Regions from separate parts of the Mus musculus genome. Here region 1 is linked to region 2. A link is a contact called in public HiChIP or PLAC-seq data. All regions are on one chromosome and are shown on one strand. The core of a region is the stretch at or near the end of the contact, and the rest is flanking DNA. Distances in the headings are between cores, read along the strand shown.

Region 1 (5,493 bases), core at 143-2,642, 250 kb before region 2:
AGGCTGGCCAAGAACTCTTCAGGACTGGCTGCCTTGGTTTATTTTGGGGGGCCCGGTTTGAGAGAGAATCTCACTACATAGACAAAGGTGCCTTGAACTCACTGAGCTCTGCCTCCTGAGTGCTGGGTTAAAGGTGTGTGGGATCACAGGTGTGCACTACCACTTGACTCTACGTGGGGGTAGCTCCGGCTGAGTTTCACAGGCTGGCCCGCAACTTGCAATCCCCTTGCTTCAGTCCCCCGAACACTGGGCTTGCGAACATGTGCTACTATGCCCAGCTTTTCATCGTAATACGTAATTTTTAGTTTATGTGTATTTTGCCTGCATGTATGTCTGTGCACCATGTGTGTGCAGTGCCTCCTGGATGCTGGAAGATGTCAGATGCTCTGGAGCTGGTGTTAGAGATGGCTGTGCACCGCCATGTGGATGCTGGGAACCAAACCTGGGTCCTCTGCAAGAGTAGCAGCCGCTCTTGACCACTGAGCCACTACTTCAGCTCCTCTGCAAGGCTGACTCCTTTACATCTGCAGTTTTGTGCTTAAACACCTATCACTATCACCGTCACCCGTTCCCTTAACGTTTTATCCTTGCCTACAGAATCTCTACTGAAAAAGAAAAGTTTTTCTCTCTCCTCCCAGCTTCTGGTAACTACTATTCTCCTTTCTAGCTCTGAATTTGACTGTTGTAAGTACTTCTTGTAAAAGTGGCCAAAGATGGAGGATATTGTGTCTGGCGTCTTCTGGCTCATTCCACTTTGTAGAATCTGTTCCGTGTTCACCCATGTTGAGGCATGTATCAGTTATTATTGTTTTTTTCTGATTGGATACTATTCCATCGAGTGGTTATACCATATCTTGTTTTTTCATTGGTTGAGGGACACCTGGGCTGTTTTCACCTTTGGAGAATTCTGGAATCTTCCTGCCGGAAGCTCACCTCGCACACTGGCTGTGGTACTCTGAGCCTTGAGCTCAGCATCACCCACCCCTCCACAGTCCTTTACCTATGTTATTCTCAGTAGGCACAATTTCTTTGTTTGTTCTTTGAGACAATGTCTCACGACTTGGTCCAGGCTGGATGTAGACTCAGTGTCTTTCTTCCTTAAAGAGTCCTGGGATTATAGGCTTGTACTGTCACACCCAGCTGACCCACTGGTGTTTTTCATGGTAATTATGTCCTATAAAGGCACCGAGTTAACAAATCCTGAATCATTACTCATAGGAGAAACACTGGGTTGCATTCATGCAAGCCTCTGGTCACAAGATTTTTGTCAGCCAATTAACTTACAGGCTTGTTTTGTGGGTGCTTCAGTTCCAAGACACCTTGCTTAATGTACAGTGCTGATTCACTGACCCTGGGCCCAGAGCAGAACTCATGGCTGCTGGAAGCCTGGCTAGGGCACGTGTTTTCTCCCTCAGGCGCATTCCAGCCTCTGGTGCTTAGGAACAGACAGTTCTTTGCTTGGGGCTGTTCAATTTGCTTTTGTAAGGATCTGTAGTGTCTGAGCAAGCGCTGAGGGTTAATTGGTGTGATGCTGTGCTTGGCAGCTTAGCCATGAAGAGTTAAGTAAATGGAGACAGTGAAGCAAAATAAGCTTGGAGAAGATAAAATGCATATGTGTGCATACTACACACACACACACACACACACACACACACACACACACACACACACACACACGTTTATTCTTTTGTTTTTTTTTTTTTCATTGATTTGGAGACTATATCCCTTGCCAGCTTGAAACTTGACAATGTCAACCAAGTTGACCTCCATCTTGTGACCCTTCTCCCTTTGTTCCTAAGTGCTGGAGTTCCCAGTGTGTACCCCTGTGCCTGGTGGCAGAGTGTAAATATGTTTTGTGTTTTACAGAGAGTATTTTCTCTCTGTGTATATATAATAGCTTTTACTGTCTTAATTCACAGCTTGCTTGTTCCTACATAAGTAATGACTTCTTGCAAATAACATGCCTTTTTTTTCTGTCAATTAACAAATATCACATGCAGTTTGATTTTTTTTTCCATTCATACTTGACTGAAATATTCAGCTAAAAAACTAAGAATGTGTGCGTGCCTGTGTGATGTGGAGTTCAGAGGACAACTTGGGGGCAGTTAGGTTTTCTCCCTCTACCACATGGGCCCTGGGGTTGGACTCAGGTCATTACAGGCTTGGCTGCAAGCACTTTTACCTGCGGAGGCATCTCACTGGCTGTGGGTCTACTTTGAACAATGACCCTGTAGGTCATACCTGTAAGTCTGGCCTTAAGGAGGCTGAGGCAAGATTTCATAATTCATGGGCATAGAATGAGATTATGGAAGGATGCATGTAGGTTATACAGGACACACACGCTTCAGAAAGTTTGAGTTCCTCTGCCTGAAACCGTGCCCTGGTGGTCACCAGAACCCATAGATGCTCAGGTCCCTTCTGTAAACACTCCCTGGTGATGTTGGAGATCACAGATATTCCTGATGACTGTGATTTAGAGAACTGATTGTACTTGATCTTATGGATGACTTTGGGCCCTCCTTCCACCTTGTACACATTTGATAGAAGGACATTGCAGGCAGGGCCAGGTCTCACGTGGCTTTGTCACCAGTGCCTGGCATGTAGCGCTTGCTCATACCACTTATTCTTCTGTATTTACTTTTTGAGACAGGGTCTCCCATAGCCTTGATCTCCAGTGTAGCCCAGGATGACCTTGAATTCCGGATTCTCCTGCCTTAGTGCCCCTCCCTTGTGCAATTCTGAATAAATCATGGAAAAGGATGGGCGTGGCAGCTATGAAGAGGGAGATTTCTCTGGCTCTCCCTGGCTGGGGCCCACTCCTTTCCTTCTTGAAAGTATCGCTTCTTGTTACTGGGAGACATCCAGGCTGTATTCACAATGAATCAGAATGCCCAGGGCTCAGATGTCCCAGTCCCAGCCTCAACAGTTCTGGGGCCATTGATGGCCACTTCCCTTTCTAGGGTTTCAATCTCCTTACCTAATTCAGACATCTCCAGGTCCCCTCTGCAGGTCTGTTTCTCTCTGACACAAACCTTAGGGAGTAGCAGACGCCTCTGCTGACGTCAACGGGGGCGGGGCGGGGGCGGGGACACGGGACCACTGCTCCCATCTTAAAGGGAATAAGAGATCGTTTATAGCCATTATGAGTGACCGTGGCCCAGGAACACAGATTTAGGTTACCCCAAAATTCCATGTTCCAGTGTAGAAGCAGTTTTACAGATTATTGAGAGTTTCACAGGACAAAGAAAGTCATAAGGCAAGTTTGGAATGCATCAGTGGGTACATCACAGGTGCAGAATCAGTGGGGTTGGGGATCTAGTCTATAGGCCTGAGATGCTATGTGGTGACACTCTTAGCAACGCTGAGAGGTGCTAGTGCCTGTTAATAGTGTCTAAGAGGTTTTCAGTCCTTGGGAGGCAGAGGCAGGCAGATCTCTGAGTCTGAGGCCAGCCTGGTCTACAGATTGAGTCCCAAGATGGCCGGGACTACACAGAAGAAACCCTATCTTTAAAAGCCAGGAAAAAAAAAAAAAAGAAAGAAAGAAAGAAAAGAAGAGAAAAGAAAAGAAAAGAAAAAAAAAGGGTTCTATTTATTAGCACATGGTATTGGTTCAGTACAGAATGGGGTAAGGAATGGCTGTTCTAAAAAGTTAAAACTAGGCCAAAATAAGGGTATTAGTGTCTGAACCTACAAAATTCCGATCTCCCCACTAATACAGTTTCAATCGGTCCACCCGTCTCTGCAGAAACTCATTCCAGGAGTTTTCTGTTTCCAGACAGACACAGCTGCTTTTCAGGAATTTCATTCACAGTGAAAAAAAAACTAGGAAAGCTCACTGCACAGAGAGACCGCCTGGCTCCTCAGCGGGCTACCCTCCTTACCTCTGATTTATATCCTTCCTGCTGTGGTCAGTCAGATCGAGTTCCCTGCTGGTGACTTGCTGTGAGGAAGAGCCTCTGAGCCTGCACTGGCTAGCTGTGGGGGCACTGCACCATGAGGTGTCTCAGTTTCTCCATCTGTGAAATGTGCTGGGCCTAACCAGCTCAGAGGGGTATCTGGAGTGAGGGAAGACATAGCCTAATGACTAGTCCAGAGCTTGACACTTTAAGGTCATTTATTCTCAGGGTAGAACGTGTTCCTCAGTGTGCAAGGCACCTTCTGCAGACACCTAGTTCTGTAGGCTTCTCTACCCTGTGTGTGCATGTATCAGGAACAGGATCATGGGAGGAGGCTGGGAAGGTGGTCACTCTAACCCAGCGCTGCGGTCCTCTCATCAGACTGCCTCCTCCCCCTCTACTCCTGGGTTGTTGCTGAGCATTGAAGACAAGGTGGTGGGCAGAGGCAGCATCTGCCAAAGCCAAGGGACACCATCCAGCTTTGTGCTAGTGTGTGCTGCAGCTGGAGGCATGCTGAGCTTGTGTATCACCCTGTGACTCCTACCTACTTCCACCTTAGCATGACTTCGGGGCAGAATAGCTATAAGGTGTGTTGCTTGAGAAGGGAAGTATCCTGAATGATTCATCAGGGATTCCGGAAGAGAAGGGAGGGGAGGGGAGGAGATTGTCTCTTCCTTTTCCTCCTTTGTGAAAGTGGAGGATCAATCCTAGAGCCTTGTGCCTGCCTACATGGTACCAGACAGGTATACAACCAGCCTGGTGTTTCTCTCTGTCTCTTTTTTTTTTCCAGATTTTTTTTTCTTTCTAGATTGGGTAGCCTGCCCTTGAACCTCCTACTTCAGCTTTCTTATTGTCAGGGTTACCAACCTGCATCACTATGCTGGCTCATTTTTATGTTTTTGAGACAGGTCTCTCTCTATCTGTGGCTGGCTTGGAACTCACTATGTAGCCCCAGGCTGCCTCTGAACTTGTGATCTTCCTGCTTCTGCCTGGTGAGTGCTGGAATTTCAGGTCATAATGCATTGCCTAACTTGTTTTTTCCCCTTTCCTTTCCTTTCCTTCCTTCCTTCCTTCCTTCCTTCCTTCCTTCCTTCCTTCCTTCCTTCCTCCCTCCTTCCCTTTCTTTCTCTTTCTTTTTGTTGTTATTTGTTTTTAAGACAGAGTTTCTCTGTGTAGCACTGGTTGTCCTAGAACTTGCTCTATAGATCAGACTGGCTTTGAACTCATAGAGATCAGTCTGCCTCTGCCTCCCAAGTGCTATTGAAGGCATGCACCACCTCTATCTGGCCATTTTTTAAAAATATATGTTTAAAAATATATAGTTGTATTTTATGTTCATTGTTGTTTTTCCTGCATGTATGAAGGTGTCAGAAACCCTGAAACTGTACTTATAGACAGGTGTGAGCTACCATGTGGTTGCTGGGAATTGAGCACAGGTCCTCTGGAAGAGCAGCCAGTATTCTCAACTTCTGAGCTATCTCTCCAGCCCCTTCATTCTTTCTTTTTGGAGATAAGGTCAGAATAGTGAAGGCTCAAAGTCTCTTCCCTGCCTTCCTTGAATGTTTCCAGGGCTATCTTGTACTCTTGCTTCAGTTAT
Region 2 (5,892 bases), core at 3,283-5,782:
CTGCCTCATCAGAGCCTGATGTCCTCAGGTAGCCTCCCTTCCAGGAACAAGTCCATAGATTTTGGCGTGGGTCCCATCCTTTTGGTGAATGAACTTGGGAGCTCAACTGTGTAGCTTGGGCACGGTAGCCTTTCTTTTCTTCTAATCAGCTACCGTGTGGTAGTCACTATGACAGGAACTGGGGGCACTCTGTGTGTGTGTGTGTGTGTGTGTGTGTGTGTGTGAGAGAGAGAGAGAGAGAGAGAGAGAGAGAGAGAGAGAGAGAGAGATGAACAGGTGACCACTGTTGTGATTTAGAAGCCTAGGGCCCAGAGCGGAGGCGAGTGAGTCATGAGAGTATGTACAGTATAGGGCTGTGAGGGAGAGAGCCGCTCTCTAGAAGACGCAGCCTGCCCTGATTTGTAATATGAACTAAACAATTAATTCATCCCTTCTTAGAACTGTGAGCCCTCCCACTGAGACAGACCTTATTTGTTTTCTTCATTAGTTTTAGGAAACACACACACAGAGCAGCTATAACAAAGTATGTTTAAACTCTATTTTCTCCTCCCTCCCTCCCCCCTCCCTCCCTCCTCCTGCCCCCCCCCCCCACACACACTGTGTAGCCTAGCATGGCCTAGAGCTCACAGTCCTGACCTAGCTCCCCAAGAGCTGGGATAACTGGAGTAGTGTGTGCCCAGCTTCATTTAGCTCCCGACTCTCTACCTCTTCACAGCCATTGTTAGCCTCCATTCCAAATCCAGATTCCAGCTGTTTTTTGTTTCCTTAGCAAATGGGAGAGTGGCCGCTGCTGTTTCCTGCCTAGTGAGTCTCCATGTAGACTTCTGGGAGGTGGGCCTCTGGCTAGCCACCACTCACTCTCTCCTAAGGAGTTTGCTTGGCCGTCACTCCTACAGCCAAAGATGCCAAATTTGTAGTCTAGAGCCTGGGGCGTGAACCTGCCTTCTACAGGGTCCTCCAGCCTGCTTATCCCTGGTCGCTGCAAGCAGCACCTTGGGCTCCCCTCAAGTCTGGTGTCGTGGCTCAGCTTAGGGCTGTGAGATGCTGCCACACACCGTCACATACAGGAGTGGCCAGCTTGAGCCAGAAGGTATACACCTGATGAGGAAATCGAGGGAGAATGAGCCCTGCCCCTCCTGGTGCCTGGGAAGTTCTGTAGAGGCACAAAGCTTGGCATTTCCCGGGAAGTTCTTGTCTCCTGGCTGCCAGTCAGATCTGGAATGTCTGCTTCTCGGTTTCTCACATTTACTTTTCTTGCTCTTCTTTGAGAGTTTTGCACTTGTTATACCCCTCTCTTTTTTCTTTTCTTTTTTCCTTAAAAAAAAAAAATCCTGGGGGAGAGGGAAAGCTGGTCTGCATTGTCTGCATGCAGAGAGCCCCTCAGCCCCTCAGCGGCAGCCAGTGCCTTCAGGCTCCTCTGGACCTGATAGGGAGGATTGAGAGGGACTGGGAGAGTAGCGTCTGGAATCCCAGATCTAAGGAACTACAGCAGCCAGTGCTAGCCTTTCACTGTCTCTCTGTCCCCCCACCCCCGTTGCCAGATGCAGGCAGCTTCCTAGGCCCCACGGTGACCACAGGCCTGGCTCCCCGGACGTTGCAGAGTATAGCTCCAACTTTCACATGCTACACAGAGTAGCTTGCAAAGTAGCTCCTGTTCTCACCCAGGCCTGCTCCCTCAACTGCTTCCTGAGCGGGCCACAGTCAAGTCCTTCTTCCCTTACCCACTTCAAAAAGCCCTGGTCCAAGGCAGGGCCACAGGGCAGCTCTCCCCACTCAGCCTGCTGTGTGGGCTCTGCATCACTCTGTTGGACTTCCCAGGGTACAAGTGGAGCCAGGATAGAAGGGCTGGTTTCCAGAGCTAGCAAGTTAGCTGGTGAGCTCCTGGGACCCCTGGGTTGTCCCATTCATCTTGTTATGGATGCCCAGGAACCTGCCCATATTGACCTGTTACTAGTGAATGGTTTCCCCAAGGGGAGGGGTGCGATCTGACTCCATCTGTTTTTGTCCTCTCTTCCTCCTACATTCTGCTGTACCTCCCCCTCTCCACTCTTTATTACAGCCCTCAGGACCTGGCTGATTACCTGTCCTGTCCAGAGCATCGCCCCAGCCATCTTCCTCCCTGTTCCCCTAATTCAGTATGCTTTTACCTAATAACCCCACGCCCCCAACCCCATGCCATCCCAGGCTCCCTCTCGTACTTTTTCTGTTAGACTGGAAGACTGCCAAGGGCATCAAGTGTTTAAGATCCAAGAGAGGAGGGCACATGGGCTTGGAAAGCACACCCAAACCTACCGTTTCCTTTTCCCTAAAACAGAACGGTCACCACACCTATGTGGTAGGGTCAGCCTGGTGGATGTAAGGGCTGATGAACTGCATTTTCTCTTATTAGTCTGATTGTGACTCAGCCAGGTGTCGCAGTGAGACTTCACTGTAGCTTTGACAAGGGTGACTAGGGGAAGCAGGGCCGTGACACTGGGCAGCCTTCTTCTCTTGCCTGCCTGTTACCGCCTGACTTTCTGGTCCCAAGCCCTGGAGGTACACATTCATTTCTAATCAGACACAATGATGGGGCAGACCAGGGACCAGGGGAGACTGGTGTGACCGATGCAGGTGTGAGCTAGGGAGAAGAGATGGGAAAAGACTAATCAGGCAGGGGCTAGCATGGGGACCCTTGGGGACACGTCATTCCTTCCGAGATATAACGGTACCATCTTGTGTTCAGAGCCTGTTTGCTCTGACTGGTCTCGCCCCTGTCGGTTCACTCCACATATAAGACACCTGGGTATTCCTGAACTCCACACTGACAGGAGGAATGGTGGCCAGCCAGGGGACAGCAGCTCTCCTGACTCTAGTCCAGCTGGGGGGTGCCCCCACCGGAAGTAACGTTCTAAGACAGAAGTGGTAACCTTGTATCCTGGAGCAGGCAGGTGAGGCTGAAGAGGACAGGAGGTGTTAGATGTCCTGGTCAAAGAGCTCAGCACTCTCACGGGAGCCAGCTAGACATTTGCTTCTTTTTTCTTTTGTCTTTGTTTTTTTTTTTTTTTTCAGACAGTATCTCAGGACCATTGGTCCCCAAAGGAGAGACCCAGTGGTGGTTGTTCACACAGAGCTTTGCTTCTGAGTTCAGAAGGGACCCAGAAGAGTCAAAACAGATCTCAGAGTTATCACCTCTAGGGTGGTGGTGGGGCAAAGTGAAGGTGAATTCCCCCTAGTTGGAATCACTGCCCCCACCCCCCACCCCTCGGGGCATAGCCACAACCATCTGAGTCTATCTGTGCCTCCAGTAACTTCCTGTCCTAACTAGATTTTGTGCTGCCCAAAGGGCAGGCAGTAGTACTATGGTGTTTCCTCAAGGGCTCCCCCTTGGGGCTCAGGATAGAGGGTTGGGGGTTGCAGAGTAGACTCCATCTAGCCGTCCCTATGGAGTACCTTCCAGAGGCTGAGCTCCTTGTTAGCTGCTGGGAGCCTGGTAAAACTTAGCTCCCACACTGACTCACTGCACAAAGGAGAGACTCAGTGTCTAACCCCCGCACCCCCACCCCACTCAGTCTTCTAGTTTTTATCATTTGCAAACCGTGGTGGCCCCAGGTCAGCAATGCAGACTTCTGCATATAAGCCCAGAGGAGGCTGTCTTCATTGCAGCGCTTCACAAGAGGATGAAGGGCTGTTTTTGGATGTTCCTCTGGCAGGCACATACCTCCTGTCTTTTCTCTGACCTCGGCTCCGAGAGGACTCGGGTGTGACCAAAAAAGCATTGCTACCTTGCTCTTCTGCTGGCAAAAAGCAGTGCCCCACTTGAGCCGCCTGCCCCTTGCAGCCCGCCGTCCCACTCGGGAACGCGGAGGCGGGGGCTTGCGCAGCTGCAGGAGTCTCTCGGAGCCGCGCGTGCGTGTGCGCGTGGAGGGGGCAGGGAGGGCGGCGCGCCCCGCGGAGGCCTGAGGGCGCTTTCCTACACCTTGCGTCTCTGCTGCGGCCCCTCTACCAGTGCGCAGTAGCCATTCTCACGTGTGCAAAAGCGTGGTGTGTGTGTGTGTGTGTGTGTGTGTGTGTGTGTGTGTGTGTGTGTGTGTGTGTGTGTGTGTGTGTGTAAAGGTACTGCTTGGGACCATGTGCCCCAGGCTAGACAGGCCCGACGTTCCTAGGGGGCGGAGGCCAGCCTAGTAGTGGCCACCGTTTCTTTCCCTTCCAGCCTTTCCCCCCAGACCTATCCTCTGGCTTCCTAGGGTTCTTGGTGTCTCCAGTTCTCCCCCTCCTCTAGTCGCGGCCCTTGCTGGGGCAAGAAACCAGTGCTTTCCCATGGAGGTGTTAGTTCATTCCTAGCCACTGAGCGAGCCCTTGACATTTAGAAGGGTTCTGGGCACACTAGTTTAGGCACACAAGCAGACCGCTAATCCTATTAAAGATATTGTGTCATTGGGGAGGGGGGTAGCTCCCCTACCGGAGCCAGGCAGACCTTGAGCCCATTGGTCGGATGCAAAGCAGGGGGCGGGGCCCAGAGCCCGGGGAAGGGGCTCTAGGCGATTTCAGAGTCGAGAGTCAGGGCTGGAATTTCGCAGGGCAAGCCCAGCGGTTGCAGCTGCAGCGGATCCGAGGCTCTCTGCCCGCGGCGCACCCGGGCAGCCCAGGGCCGGCAGCGGCTCCGCAAAGTCGCGGAGCAAGGGAGGCCGAGCGCCCGCAAAGTGGTGGGGCTCCGGGTTGGAAGAGGCGTGCCTGCGGAGCTTGGATCCCAGCGCCCTTTCGCCTCGAGTGCTGCGTCCGGTCGGTGGTGCAGCCGCCCGGGAAAGAGCAGTCAAATTGCAGCCTCCCTAAAGAAGCCTAGTTACGCAGGCGAGCCGGCTCCCCAAGCGTGCTTATAACAGTGCCGCAGAGCCCTCCCGGGCCAGCGGGCTAAGGCTGGGAGCGGGGCGCCGTCCCAGAGGCAGTGAACCCCCGGCAGTTGGTTGCTCCGCTATTGCTCGCGGGTGCAGAGAGGGGGCGTGCGAAGCTCCAACAGCCAGCTTGCTCAGAACCCGTGCCCGACCGGGGTGCCCCCTCCGTCCCACTCTGGGAGCAATGCCCCCCGCCCCTCGTGCCCCCCGGGAACGAGGCGAGCATGGAGAAGTCGAGTAGCGAGGATTCTTCGATCCACCGGAGTCCATCTTTGGACAGCAAGGACTCGGACTTTGCCAAGCCGTCCACCTCTGGCCGCCCGTTCGGCCGCGGCTTCACGGCTGGCGCCTTCTACGGCACCGCGGGTTCGCGGGGTCAGAGCCGCACGGAGGCCGGCATTAAGACTGACAAGTACAATGCACCCAAAGGCAGCAAGTACGTGGTGTTTTACCTGGACCTGTCCTTTGTGTTCCTCCTAGAATTTAAGAAGTGCAACATGGCCAGGGGCTGTCTCTGCTGCTTGAAGTACACGATGTTCCTCTTCAATTTGATATTCTGGGTAAGTCCTTACTGTTGAGTCTTCCGTTGCTCCTTCTCCTTGCTTTCCACCCTAGGAATATCTTCTACTTCCTCCTCGCTCTACCTTATCTGCCCAAAGGTAAGTGCTTTTAAAAATTGAAGGCACCCTCCCACTCCCTGCATCTTTCTGTTCCCTTTTCCCTCTTCTCCATGGCTGAATGGAGGCTTCAACTTGTCAGTCTTCCAGGAGAGACACGTTCTGCTCCCAGGAAGCTGGAAAGTTTGCCACTGCTTCCTTCTCCCAAAAAAAAGGCACACTGAAGTACCTGCACCAGGGAACCTGCATCATGGGTGTGGGTCAGACGGCACAGCTGTGCCCCTGGGTTGGTGGGGGGCCGTGAGGATGGTTTCTGAGTTTCTTCTATTGCTCCTGGAGGCAGGAGGCCAGTCTGTAGCATTGTGGGGGTGGGGTGGGGGTGTGGAGGTCACAGTCCCCTGCTCATT

The links. HiChIP or PLAC-seq counts read pairs in DNA pulled down with a chosen protein or histone mark.
Region 1: a contact with region 2 is called in a CTCF HiChIP or PLAC-seq map of the NIH/3T3 cell line, with 8 read pairs. The contact joins the enhancer-like site here to the promoter of Tspan9 in region 2. A contact is called at or near these places in 1 of 15 datasets of contacts at CTCF or cohesin (the NIH/3T3 cell line), 2 of 484 Hi-C or Micro-C datasets (Sertoli cells and cerebellum) and 1 of 9 other capture datasets (adipose tissue).

What each region holds. Positions count from the first base shown.
Region 1 is chr6:128,278,225-128,283,717 of GRCm38.p6, reverse strand. The region is part of intron 1 of Tead4 (TEA domain family member 4); the gene reads left to right. Among named protein-coding and RNA genes, the nearest start is that of Tead4, 20 kb to the left of the region's middle. Within about 2 kb of position 1,392, at least 80 of the 459 cell types and tissues checked have an H3K27ac peak or open chromatin away from gene starts, as enhancers often do. A contact at or near this core is called in the NIH/3T3 cell line and adipose tissue, where this site is marked.
Region 2 is chr6:128,033,702-128,039,593 of GRCm38.p6, reverse strand. It overlaps Tspan9 (tetraspanin 9), which reads left to right and starts at 4,532. Exons shown (of 7, transcript NM_001379136.1): 1 at 4,532-5,428. The coding sequence starts at 5,093. Gm34416 (a long non-coding RNA gene) reads right to left here and starts at 216. Exons shown (of 3, transcript XR_003956367.1): 1 at 1-216.